3 separate regions of the Sus scrofa genome follow, and regions 2 and 3 are each linked to region 1. Evidence: chromatin contacts called from public HiChIP or PLAC-seq data. All regions are on one chromosome and are shown on one strand. Each heading gives the region's core, a stretch centred on a gene start, on an enhancer-like site or on the middle of the called end of the contact. The rest is flanking DNA. Distances are from core to core; before and after follow the strand shown. Region 1 holds the start of LOC110259265 (182 kDa tankyrase-1-binding protein-like). Region 2 holds the start of SMTNL1 (smoothelin-like protein 1). Region 3 holds the start of SLC43A3 (solute carrier family 43 member 3).

Region 1 (4,077 bases), core at 624-3,123:
CTCGTCATCCAAGTCTTCATCACGGCAGCTGAGTGAGAGCTTTAAGAGCAAAGAGTTTGTGTCCAGTGACGAGAGCTCCTCAGGAGAGAACAAGAGCAAGAAGAAGAGACGGCGGAGCGAGGTGCGGCCGGAGTTTGGGGGCTGAGGGTCTGGAAGGATGAGGGGCATCTGAACCGGTGGTGGGGCAGTTCTTTCTGGACTGGGGGTTGTGGTTGGTCTGTAAGAATAATGAGGGGGCATGGCTCGACCGAACGCTGCTTCTGAAGGCTAGTGTTGGAGTTAAGGCAGGGGGGAGAGGTGGGGGCTCTTCACCACAGTGGTTGGGGACACCTGGATTCGCACTGTACTTTGCTCCTAAGGGAACTTTGGTTTTCAGGACTCTGAAGAAGAGGACCTAGCCAGTACTCCCCCCAGCTCCGAGGACTCGGGGTCAGCATCTGATGAGTAGAGAGGAGGAAGATTCTCTCTCCTTGGCCTTGCCCGGTCATACCCCAGTCTCCCCACCCGCGTTCTGGTACCAGTTTCTCCTCATGTGAAATACAGTCCTTCGATTCTGTGCCATCTGAACAAGCTCCTGCCAGGATGCACTTCATGGGGGCAGCAGGGGAGACGTCTTACTCTGCTGCCTCGCAAGGATGGCTCTTTATAATTTGGGGAGAGATCGGGTGGGAGGCAGGGCAGTACAGGATCCAAATCCTTGTCCTACTTTCCTGACCTTTGGAAACTAGCTGCTGCTTGTCCTGTTCAAGTTGCTGCAAGCAGGGGTCATGTGAGGTCAGGCCTGAAGCTCCTAACTGGGGCTTATTTCTACTTTTATTTTGTATTTCTGGTCTGTGAAAAGCAACATTTAATAAAGGGAACTGACTTTGGAAACCATGTTCTTTTGCCTTCTCTCTAGCCCTGTTGTATCATCCCCACTTTTCTTTGTGTTTACTGCTCTCTCTTTTGACCCTTCAGCTGGGAAGCAAGTCTGCAGGTACATCCTGTTCTGTTCTCGGCTCAACAAGCATTGGTTTTCACTCTCTTCTGCCGGGATGGGCCACCTGAGAGTCCAGAAATGAGAGCTGATCTCATTAGAAAGTCGCTCTCACAGTTACACTCCATTAGCCAAGCTGAGGGGCGGCAGGACCGGCTCCATCCTTAATCACCTATGAGTCAAGGGTCTACCAAGGCTTCAGATAATGGAATCAGGATTGACCAGCTTCCCTGCAGACGTGGGAATGGAAACCTGAGCCTGGAGAATTGGGGAGGATGAGTGTGTGTGTGTGTGTGTGTGTGTGTGTGTGTATGTGTGTGTCGTGGGAGTGGTTGGGGTGTAGTCTGAGGGTGTGTGGGAAAGAATGGAGTATGTGTGCGGCTTTTCTTACTGGAGGAAAGGGGTATGCCGCATTTTTAAGTTAGGAATTTATATCTGGGAATGGGGCATGACAGGAGGTAAATGAAAATGAGCAAGGAAAACAGCTTCCAGTCATCCCCGTGGTTCTAAACCTGGAATTATACACGTGGAGTGGCCACGTTGCGGAGGCTCTCAGGTGTTTTGCCACAGGAAGCCTTTCCAGTCCGCCAACGGTTACCTTCTTTCTAACCGTGACTCTATGGTGCTGCAATCAGTACAAGGAGGCTGGGCCTGAGGATTGGGCAGTCCTAAAGCAGTCTCCTCTCTAGGCAGTCGTCTCGGTTGCCATTTTGCCCAAGCGCTCTTTAGCTGTTGAATTGCGTCAGTTTCGCCGGGGTCTGAGCCTGGGGCGGGCCCCTCATTTGCAAGGTTCATGAATAATTGAGTACCTGGGCTGCGCCTATTTGCATACGATCTGGCGAGTTCTGCGGGCTCTATCCACTCCTAGTTTTCACCGGCTCATGGATATTCATGAGGCGCCTTGGGGGCGTGGGCGTGGGTGGAGCTAGGGGCGGGGCCCCGCCAAGGCTCGCACTGGCTTGGTCCCGCGGTGACGGCGGCAGCAGCGGCGGTAGCGGCGGCTGAGACTGGCATCGGGGCACCGAGCCGGAGCCGAGCGGAGCCGGATCCCGGGGGAGCGCGTGAGTGCGCGGGGGCGGGCAGGAGGGTGAAGGAGGGGGCGGGGTTCGGGAGAGGTGGCGGCGGGGAAAGGCATGGAAGGAGTGGGCGCTTTCCAGTCGGGACCTCGGTTGAGATGGAAAGGGGGATCACTAGGAAAGTTTGCAGGGGCCGGGGGGCGCGTGGGAGGCGGGGGACACAGGGGAGCTGGAGCGTGTGCGCGGGGGCAGAGGGTGCACGGTCTGGCGCTCGTGCTGGCCGAGCCAGAAGAAAGGGGGGAGGGGGCGAGGGCTTGAGGCGGAGCCGGGGGCGGGCGGAGCTACTTGAGGGACCCCCGCCCTCTCTTTTCCCGGGGCCTGGCTAGCCCCCTCCCCCGGCTCCCTCGGCACGCCCCCAGCCACCCCAGTCCGCCCCCACCCAGTCCGCGTCGCCAGTCTGTTCGCCGCTGCTTCACATCCCGCGCACAGGTCCTCCGCTTCTGCCGCCACCGCCTCCTCCTCCACCCTGTTCCTCCTCCTCTCCGGCTGCTGCCGGCCCCTCTGTGTCCAGAGCTCCCCACTGGGCCCCTCCAAACGGCCCCTCGCCCCGGGCTGTTCCGTCTTCCCGTTGGCCCTCCCTCTTCCAGCAGTTCACAGGCTGTCCCTGCCGACCTCTCTGGCCCCAGATCCGCTGGAGATCCCAGGGTCCATAGGGGTGACCCCGCCTTCGGCGATGCTTCTCTGGGCCTCTGCCCCGGGGCTCGAGCTGCCTGGCCTCCCCCACTGCCCTTCTGGAGGCCTGTGCTCCCGGGGGTCAGCTAGTCTCCTCCTGACTGCTGAAGGTGGGGAGTGCTCAGAGCTGCTGTGAGTTTACAGCCCTTGGCTCTGGCCTTGGTCACCTGGGTTTCCGGGCTGGGGCCTCTGGGCTGCCGCGACCCCCTCTTCCTTTGGGGAAGGCTAACCCTGCTTCCTTGCTGCCGCGGGTCACACCGCTGAGGTGCCCATTAGGACCCCAGCTGAAAGGGTGTCTTGGTTTTGGACCAATTTGTCTCCATTTCTCACCACCCACACCATGTCCCTGGTAACATGTTCAAGGACAAGGAAACAGTCTCGTGTTTTATTTTATTTTATTTTATTTTTTCTGTCATGTGCCTCTCCTCCGTGCCCACTTGGACAGGCTCTGCAGGGTTACCCACCCACCCACAGGGAGCATCCTGCTCTGGGGGATTGACCCCCATGGGTTTCTCTCTACCCCTTCCCTGTCCCCTCCCATTTTCAAAACAAGCTGAGGCAGGGTCAGAAGTGAGAGGCAGGTGGGTTTTGCAAAGCTTGGGCACTTGAGGTCCCTTCTTGGGATTTGGTGCTCTCTTCCATACCAGCTGGAGTGGGGTGACTTTGGGGAAGGCGGTTCCCACTGCCAGGGGGCACGCGCGGGGGGTGTGTGCCTTGGGGGGGGGTTGGTGCTTCAGGAACCAGGACAGGAACTGAGAAGGTGGTGGAGTGTCTGAAGAACAGGTGATATGACTGGGGCCTGTGGGAGAGAAGGTATGGTCTGGAATGCTGGGAAGAGGAGGTGGTTACCAAGGCTGTTGGCTCATTGGTGACACTGAGTGGAATCACACCAATAGTGGCCAACATTTACTGGGCATTTACGTGTGAGTTAGGCATTGTGCTCAGCAGTTACGTGCATCCTCTCATATAAAGCTTCTTAATAGTCTCAGCAACTGCATCGTTCACATGGGGAAACTGAGGCTTAAAGCGGTAACAACATGCTTAAGGTCACAGAGCTGGAAAGCGGTAGATCCACCCAGCATTTGAATCCTGGTCTAGCAGATCCGAAGCTCCTGTTACCGGCGTCTCAGGAGGGGCACCCATTTGGCTCCTAACATAGGGCTGTGTCGCTTGGTTTACAATTTCTCCTTCAGCCTCCCTGCAGACCCCTCAGGTCAAGCCTAGGCTGGTGAGTGATGCCCACAGATCACCTTTTCATAGGCTGTGGCTCTTCCCACTGTGGCTGTCCTAGGAGGAGGAACCCCAGGGAGTTCTCCCCCAAGCCACCCCGCCCCCCGGATGTTCTCAAGCCCT
Region 2 (4,077 bases), core at 1,018-3,517, 250 kb before region 1:
GATCCCAGCTCCACAGTGACCTTGAGCAAGCTACTTACCCTCTCTGTGTTTTGATTTCTGGAGATAAAAATAGGTCTCACCTCATAGGGACAGTGGAAAGTTAAGGAAGTCAATGCATAGAATGTATTTTGAGATGTGCCTGGCGCTGCAGTGTGCTGGAGGGGCACTTGGTTTACAACAGCTTGCTTTGTTTATTTTTGTTAGTTTGTTTCTCTGGTCATCCCCGTGGCATGTGGAAGTTCTTGGGCCAGGGATCGAACCCATGCTACAGCAGTGACCCAAGCCGCTGCACTGACACCTCGGGATCCTTAACCAGCTGCGCCAGAAGAGAACTCCTGCATTGGCTTGTATGGTGTAGGCTGGCCTCTGGCCAGCCCTGTGCCAGATTAAGGTCCTGACTCAGCCGTGAGGGCATTTAGTTGGTAAGACAAGGTAAAGAGAGCGGAACACCAGTAAGATGATGATAAGCCCTTTTTATACCTCAAAGCGTGTGAGCACTTGGCCAAGACATAGCTGAGCGCCTCTTCCATTTGACCCTTGAGCTACATGCGACGCACTTAGGATGGTGGAGGGAAAGGGCCGGTGAAACACACACACCTCACTCATCCTGCGTATTCCTCCCCTCAGCTTTCCACCCCGCAGGCCTGTCATAAATAGACGAGGAGCGAAGAAACTCGGATGTGGAGGCACCAGGATAACACCACCCATCCCGGCACTGACAACTCTAGAGCCGTTCACAGCCTGCACTGCGGTGCCCACTTTTACGTCCCCGAGCAAATTCCTCACACGAACCCTTCGGAACAGGTGTTATCGGCCCCATTTTACAGATTAGGAATTCCAGGCTTGGGGAGCTGATCCCTTGACAGAAGTCCGAGGGCAATGAAATGGCCAAGTTGTACCTGGAACCCAGGTCACCTGACAACCAGTTCAGGACCTGTGGCAGGGATGCTGCCCCCACCAGCTCCTCAGCCAGCGTCCCCTTCAAAGGCTCTGGCCCAGGGTGAGGGGCATCCCTCTGGAGGGGGAGGGCAGGCACGTGGTGCTGAGGAGTCCAGGCTGCCTCTTCTAAGTGCACAGGAGACCATCTCCTCCCTCCCTTTCTCTCCACTTTCCTTCCTCCTTCCTTCCCCAGGAATCCTTGTGCCCACTGCAGACAGCTCCTCTATCCATTTGTGTTTGTTTTTTGTTTTTTTTTAGGGCCGCACCTGCAGCATATGGAAGTTCCCAGGCTAGGGGTTGAATCAGAACTACGGCTGCCAGCCTACCACAGCCACAGCAATGCGGGATCCGAGCTGCATCTGTGACCTACACCACAGCTCACAGCAATGCCGGATCCTTAACCCACTGAGGGAGGCCAGGGATCGAACCCGCAACCTCATGGATACTAGTCAGGTTCATCACTGCTGAGCCACAATGAGAGCTCCCCCCTTCCTATTTTCCTTGGCAGACCAGGAGGAAAAGGACCCAGGAGGCTGAGTTCCTGGCCCCACCAAATATAAGACAACACTTGATGGTTCTGCTAATACCCCCACAACCTAGAGCTTCCACCATCTCCCATCCCATCCACCAGGGACAACCCCTGCAGAGGCCACTCTTTTTTTGTTTGTTTGTTTAGGGCCGCACCCACGGCACATGGAGGTTCCCAGTCTAGGGGTCAAGTCAGAGCTGCAGCTGCTGACCTACACCACAGCCACAGTAATGCAGGATCTGAGAGGTGTCTGTGACCTACACCACAGCTCACAGCAACACAAAATCCTTAACCCACTGAGTGAGGCCAGGGATCGAACCCAGGTCCTCATGGATACTTGTCTGGTTCGTTACCACAGAGCCACGTTGAGAACTCTGCAGATGCCACTCTTAATAGCTTAGAGACTCTGCTTCCCACCCCAGCTGGAACTGATAAGACCCCCCAAGGCCCTCTCTACCCATGTCAGGTGCTCGTGGATAGCCACCTGCAGGCAAGTCTGTGGGTGATCTTAAGTTGCCTGGCCCCCCAGAGCTGAGCCCCGCACCTCTGGCATAGAGAGAGGTGGAAAGGACCTGGATTTCACCAACTGCAGGGCCCCGACCGGAGGCCCCCGCCTTCAGAAGGTGGGAGAGGGGTTGGCGGATGGAGGCGGTACTCAGAAAGGGGCCCAGGGCTCTCCTACCTGACGGGCCTCTGCCCTGGGGGCTTGGAGCTGCCTCCTTCCTCTAGCTGAGCGGCCTCACTCCCTGGCTGTCTTTCAGCCCCAGTGGCTTCTAGCCCCCAGCTCTTCAGTCCCCGCCCCCACCTCCAGCTGCCCCCGCCCCCACCTGCCACCCCACCCCATCCCACCCCACCCCACCCGTACGGCGAGAGCCGCAGGGCCAGGATGAGCATTGTTTACTCCTCTGTTGGTACAACACTTTCCCCTGGACTGGGAAGCTCGGATTTCCCATGGCGGTCTGACAGGTGGCACCTTTCAATCACAGCCGGTCCTTCCTGCCTGACCCCGGCCTCGTCCTGGGTTCATCTTCCTTCCCGTTGTACCCGCCTGGCCCGGGCGACCTGAAAACCATTTGGAGAGCGGTCACCAGCTGTCTGGCCTCCCCAGCCCATCCAGGGCCCAGGCTAAGCCTCCCCTGTACTGCCCCCCCCTCACCCATGTGCCTTTAAATAGACCCCTTTCCCCTTGCTCAGACTAAGCAGCTGCAGAAGGGAGGGCTGAAGAGGGGGTGCAGGGGGCAGCTGCCGAGGTGAGGATGTGGCTCAGGACCCACCAGAAGGAGATTTGGAGCGGGGGAGGGGCACAGAGGAGAGGCCCGATGGCCCAAGCTGATGGATCACTGGGCTTAGAGTCTAGAAGCTGCAAAAGCCGAGTTCTATTTTGAGCTGAAGGGACTGGTGCACAGCAGGCACTAAATAAATCTTTGTACTGAATTGAGATTTTGATCAGAAAACCTCTCCAGGTTTCCTGCGATCTAAGAAAGCTACTACCTTTGGAGAATGTTGGGGGGCAGGGCGAGGATGTCCCCACCCCTTACAAAGCTTGTGATTCTCCCAGTCACCTCCCTGTCCCCACCATTTCAGCCACACTGGCCTCTTTCCTATTCCTTCAATAAACTGATTCCTTTTCATATTCAGGAGGGTAACTTTTTGCTTCTACTCTTTACAAGACTGGTTCTTTCTCATTCTTCGGATCTCAGCTCAAATTTCATTTCCTCAGAGAGGTCTCCCATGACCTTGAGCTCCTCTCTATTGTTTCAAGCATATTTTATCTTTCTTCTTATATAATATGTGTTGGAATCCAGAACTACCTTATTTATTTCTTCGTCACCTGACTTACTCTCGAGGCTCTAAGTTCCATGAGGTCAAAGACTTTAGCTAGCAAATTGCCTGTGTCGTATGAGGTGCTCACTAAATGGATATTGGTTATATAAAATGGATATAGGCAATTTGCTAGCTAAAGTATTGTTAGTAGGAATATGGAATGGGAACTTGGGTACCTGTGTCTGGGATGATCTGAAAGTCAGGTTCAGGTACCAATGGTAGAACAGTCCCATATTGATGACTGGTTTGCTGCCTCTAGTGTTAAGATACTCCCTTCACCCATCTAGAGTTTATCTGTCCAAGGTTGGTGAGCTTTTCTATGTAGCTCTGTGGCCTGCTGTGCTCTTTAAAACTCATGCCTCAGAATTCCAATACGGCTCAGCAGGTTAAGGATCCAGTGTTGTCACTTCTGTGACTCCTGTCACTGCTTTGGCGTGGGTTTGATCCCTGACCACTGAACTGCTGTGTGCTGTGGGTGCAGCCAAAACAAAAAACCAAACCCAGAAAACAGAAGTTCCTGTTGTGGCTCAGCAGTAACAAACCTGGCTAGGATCCATGACAATGTGGGTTCAATCCCTCGCCTCACTCAGTGGGTTAAGGATCAGGCATTGCTGTGAGCCCGCGGTGTAGGTCACAGATGCAGCTCGGATCCCACTTTGCTGTGGCTGTGGTGTAGGCCAGCAGCTACAGCTCCGATTTGACCCCTAGGCTGGGAAATTCCATATGCTGTGGGTGTGGACTTAAAAAAAAAAAAGCAAAAGTATTGTTCTTCTTGCCCTACTGTC
Region 3 (4,077 bases), core at 935-3,434, 140 kb before region 1:
TCCTGGATGCACAGACAGCCCTGGAGCTGGGCCTTTCTGGCAGCTCCTGCAAATTTACATTCTTAAATCTCTCTCTCTTTGCTTTGACTTTGTGTGTTCCTCCCTTGCTACTTTCACACTCACTGATCCTGCAAGTCCTCAGGAGACCTAAATGTAAACCAGAGCAAGAGATAGGGCTTGAATTCATGTCAGTGTTTTTGTATCTTGCAGTAAAAGAAAAAAATCTTGCATCTTAAGTCCTGTTTGTCTAGGGCTGCTGTATCCCCCCCGCCTTAAATTACTTTTTATATTTATTTATTTATTTTTATTTTTTTGTCTTTTTTTTTTTTTTTTTTTTTTTAGGGCAGCACCAGTGGCATGTGGAAGGTTCCCAGGCTAGGGGTCTAACCAGCGCTGTTGCTATACCAGAGCCACAGCAAGGCCAGATCCATGCTGCATCTGCAACTATACCACAGTTCACGGCACCACTGGCTCCTTAGCCCACTATGCAAGGACAGGGATGGAACCCTCAACCTCACGGTTCCTAGTCGGATTAGTTTCTACTGCACCACGACGGGAACTCCCTATTTATTTATTTATTTTGCTTTTTAGGGCCGTACCCAAGGCATATGGAGGTTCTTCAGGCTAGGGGTCAAATTGGAGCTACAGCCGCCTATGCCACAGCCACAGCAATGTGGGATCTGAGCTGTGTCTGTGACCTACACCACAGCTCACGACAACACCAGATCCTTAACCCACGGAGCGAGGCCAGGGATTGAACTCACATCCTCATGGATCCTAGTCGGGTTGGTTAACCACTGAGCCATGAAGGGAACTCATTGATTAATTTTTAAAGAAAGGATTTGTTTTCTTAATGTCCCATTAGTCCATGTGAAGTCTGGGAGTATTTTTTTTTGGCTGTGCCTGTGGCATGCAGAAGTTCCCTGGGCCAGGAATCGAACCTGCGATACAGCAGTGACCCAAGCCTCAGCAGTGACAACAATGGATCCTTAACCAGTTAGAAGTTCGTGGGCATGTTAAGAGCACATGTAGAGTGAAGTTGCTCTGAAATCCCCTCCCAAGGCTGCTTCTCTGACTCTGTATCTGGACCCTGGAGAACCTAGTGCTATTCTTAAGCAGTCTGGCTACTGACTAACATACTTGCAGGGACTTCATCAACCCAGCTCATATTTCTAATTATAATTAAGATAATTAAGGTACCGCAGGCCTCATCTTACAAGTGGGGCAGTCAAAGGGCTTGCTTGGGGCTATGTAACTAGTGAGCACCTGGGTATAGAACCAGAACCGAGCAACCTGTCTTTGGGTGGTTATCCTTCTTTATCCTCCGTGTTTTAGTAGAGATCTGGAAAATACTCCCTGGTTCTGGCTTTCCACTGCCCTAATCTTTTATTTCTTTCTCATTAAAAAGAAGGGTGGGCTTAGAATCTTTTGAGTCCCTGGGGAAACCAGGAGGCTAGGCTTGGGAGTTTGTAGACTACTCTAAATATGCAAGAAGCTCTCCCTCCAATTCAGCTTTCTAAGCGGGGCTGGGAGGAAATGGCCACTGAACTAACTTGCACTGGGCTCGGAATGATAGCAGCGCAGCTGGTTCAGCTGGCTATCTCATGCTGATCACAAGCTCCGACGGCAATTATATATGTCTTTGATTAATAAAAAATGGAGCCATGAATGAATACTTAATCAACAAAGTCTGGCGGGTAGACTCTTTCAGAACCTGGGCTGGGGTGAGGCAGGGAGCAATCAAAGAGGTCCTTGGTGGTGAAAAAGCAGGATACTGCTTCAGGGGGATGGTTTCTGGAAAGATGCTGTCAGTGGGGAAAAAAAAAAAAATCCTGCGTGGCCTCCAAGTTGCCAGGTATGTTTTATCCGGGGAACTTACTGAGGACTATAGCTTGGGACACAGCCTCTTAGATACTCTGGGGAATACTCCCAAGAGGTAAAGGGAGGAGCCAGGATATCTAGGAGTTTTTGCTGGAAAAAAATAAAAATAAAAATCCATGCAGTCGAGCAGGAAAAGATTCCTGCTAATCGCAAAAGCAGACAAGTTCATGACTGTAGTTTTCTAAGTATGAGAAAAGGCAAGAATCTGAGGTCTTTGAAAAGTTATTCCTAGATAGGCATCTTAACTATCCAGGGCGGGGGCGTTTCCTGTTTTTCTCCATCCTGAATTTCCCTCGGGGCACACTGTCTGGTAGGCTGCAGGTACAGAAGTGGCTGGCAACATTCTTTGTTTCCTGAAATGCCAGGCAACGTCTTCTGTCTGCACAAATAGGGGAAAACGTGTTCTGTGCCCACCCACGTGGTCAACGCAGAGCACAAGGAATACGGCGTCCGCGTGTGTGTCCCCGTGTCCGCAGGTAAGCCGTCCGTGTGTGCTGTGAGTGCGTGACCTTTCCCGTTGCCAGTGTGAGCAACGGGATTGAAACGATCTCGGTCAGGGGAGGGAGAAGGCGCAGAGAAGAAGAGAAGCGGAAAGGGGATCAGGAGGTGCACGCCGGCGAGGTCCACCCGAGTGGAAGGAGGGGGGATTCCAGGGCGTGGTCAAAAAGAGCGTAGGACTGTGAGGCTCGGAGAAGAAGGAAATGATGGCGAGCGGGAGGTGGAGGACCTGCCAGGCGCCGCCCCGCTCACCCCGGCCCTTCCGGGACTGCTGGGGGCGTGGAGGGACTGGGAGGGGCGGCGGGAGGCGCGAATCCAAATCTTCAAAGGCGCCGAAACCCGCGTCCCGGAGAGCTCGGAGCCAGGCAGGCGAGTAGCTTGCGGCGCAGGGCTGGAGGCGGCGAGGTCCCGGGGCCGGGGAGTGATGAGGCCCTGAGGACAGGCGACCGGGGGTGGAGGGTGGGGGGGGGACGGAACGGGGTGGGGGAGCTTCTGCCCCAGGACCTCAGAGCACGTGCCGGAGGGAGAGCGGGGTGGGGGTGAGCGGCTTCTGGGCGCTTTCCCGGCAGATGGTGGTGTGAGGGGGGCGGCGGGGAAATGGGAGACTGGGGGAGTGCCAGCCGAGGGTCAGGCAGGATCGTGTTGAGGTAGGGATGTTTTTAGCATTAGACTGGCCTGCAACGTGACTGACTGGCCCATGTGACCTGGGGAAGTTGAGCCTTTTGTCGGTCAACTGAACATAAGAAAACACCCACTTTGCCAGGATATTGTGAGGACATGTGTCAAGTCTCCCATCCCCTGTTCCTGGTTCAGAATTGCTGCTATTATTTTAGCGGATGTCTCCTGAATTGGGGCTCTGTCTCTGCTTTCCCACCTGTTGCCAGTTGTGGGATAGAGAGGCCTTTGCAGCTGTTTCTGGCTGTTTCTAACCGCTGGCCTCTTTATCGTACAGAGAACGCTTTGTACACCTCTGCCTTTCCCTCAAGCCTCCTGTACCCAGCAGCCTCTGCCTTATTTTATAGGATCCAGAGAATCGCCCATTGATGGGTTTTGCCCAAGCCTGGAACAGCCAGAACAGCCAGAGAGCTTCCTGAACAGAGGGCCTGCCAAAGGGATTTTCCAAGTGCTGGAACGCCAGGCTTCGCAGCGCCTGTGGTCAGCCCAGGAGACCGCCCTTGGGATTTGAGGATCAGCTCCACCTGGAACCATGCAGGGAGCGAGCCTGCCCCTTCGGATGGCCACTCTGCTGACGGGGCTGCTGGAATGCATCGGCTTTGCGGGTGTCCTCTTCGGCTGGGCATCCCTGGTGTTCATCTTCAAAACAGAACGTTACTTTGAGAGCCTGTGTGAACCGAATGCCACGCTCATGGGCAACGCCACAGGGCCAGCTGGTAAGGGAGCAAGGACGTCTCTGGGAAGTTGAGTCTGGTTCCCAGGTCGGGGAGTGAGAAGGGGTAGGAAGAACTTCCCCCCTCTGCCCTCCCTGCCAGCCTTTCTATGGTGAGAGGAAAGCCTCTCCCACCTTCCGCCGTGGCCTTGGAGGGGGCCTGGGGAGGGAAGTACCAGCCCCCCGACCAGAGGTAATGGGGGGCAGTCACGTGTCACCTCACCTAAGGGAGAACTTTCCACCTGGCAAGCTGTCCAAGGAAGAAGAGGCGGCCCTAGACCTGGCAGGAGGGTGGGGGATGGAGGGGGATC

The links. HiChIP or PLAC-seq counts read pairs in DNA pulled down with a chosen protein or histone mark.
Region 2: a contact with region 1 is called in an H3K27ac HiChIP or PLAC-seq map of skeletal muscle. The contact joins the promoter of SMTNL1 here to the promoter of LOC110259265 in region 1. A contact is called at or near these places in 2 of 5 promoter capture datasets (fetal liver and liver) and 2 of 2 datasets of contacts at active chromatin or transcription factors (alveolar macrophages and skeletal muscle).
Region 3: an H3K27ac HiChIP or PLAC-seq map of skeletal muscle shows a contact between it and region 1. The contact joins the promoter of SLC43A3 here to the promoter of LOC110259265 in region 1. A contact is called at or near these places in 2 of 2 datasets of contacts at active chromatin or transcription factors (alveolar macrophages and skeletal muscle).

Annotation. Positions count from the first base shown.
Region 1 is chr2:13,628,358-13,632,434 of Sscrofa11.1, forward strand. LOC110259265 (182 kDa tankyrase-1-binding protein-like) reads left to right here and starts at 1,874. Exons shown (of 5, transcript XM_021083047.1): 1 at 1,874-2,037. SSRP1 (FACT complex subunit SSRP1) reads left to right here. Exons shown (of 17, transcript XM_003353864.4): 16 at 1-121; 17 at 377-876. The coding sequence ends at 448.
Region 2 is chr2:13,382,576-13,386,652 of Sscrofa11.1, forward strand. SMTNL1 (smoothelin-like protein 1) reads right to left here and starts at 2,268. Exons shown (of 9, transcript XM_021083035.1): 1 at 2,151-2,268.
Region 3 is chr2:13,488,729-13,492,805 of Sscrofa11.1, forward strand. SLC43A3 (solute carrier family 43 member 3) reads left to right here and starts at 2,185. Exons shown (of 13, transcript XM_021083039.1): 1 at 2,185-2,357; 2 at 3,402-3,770. The coding sequence starts at 3,587.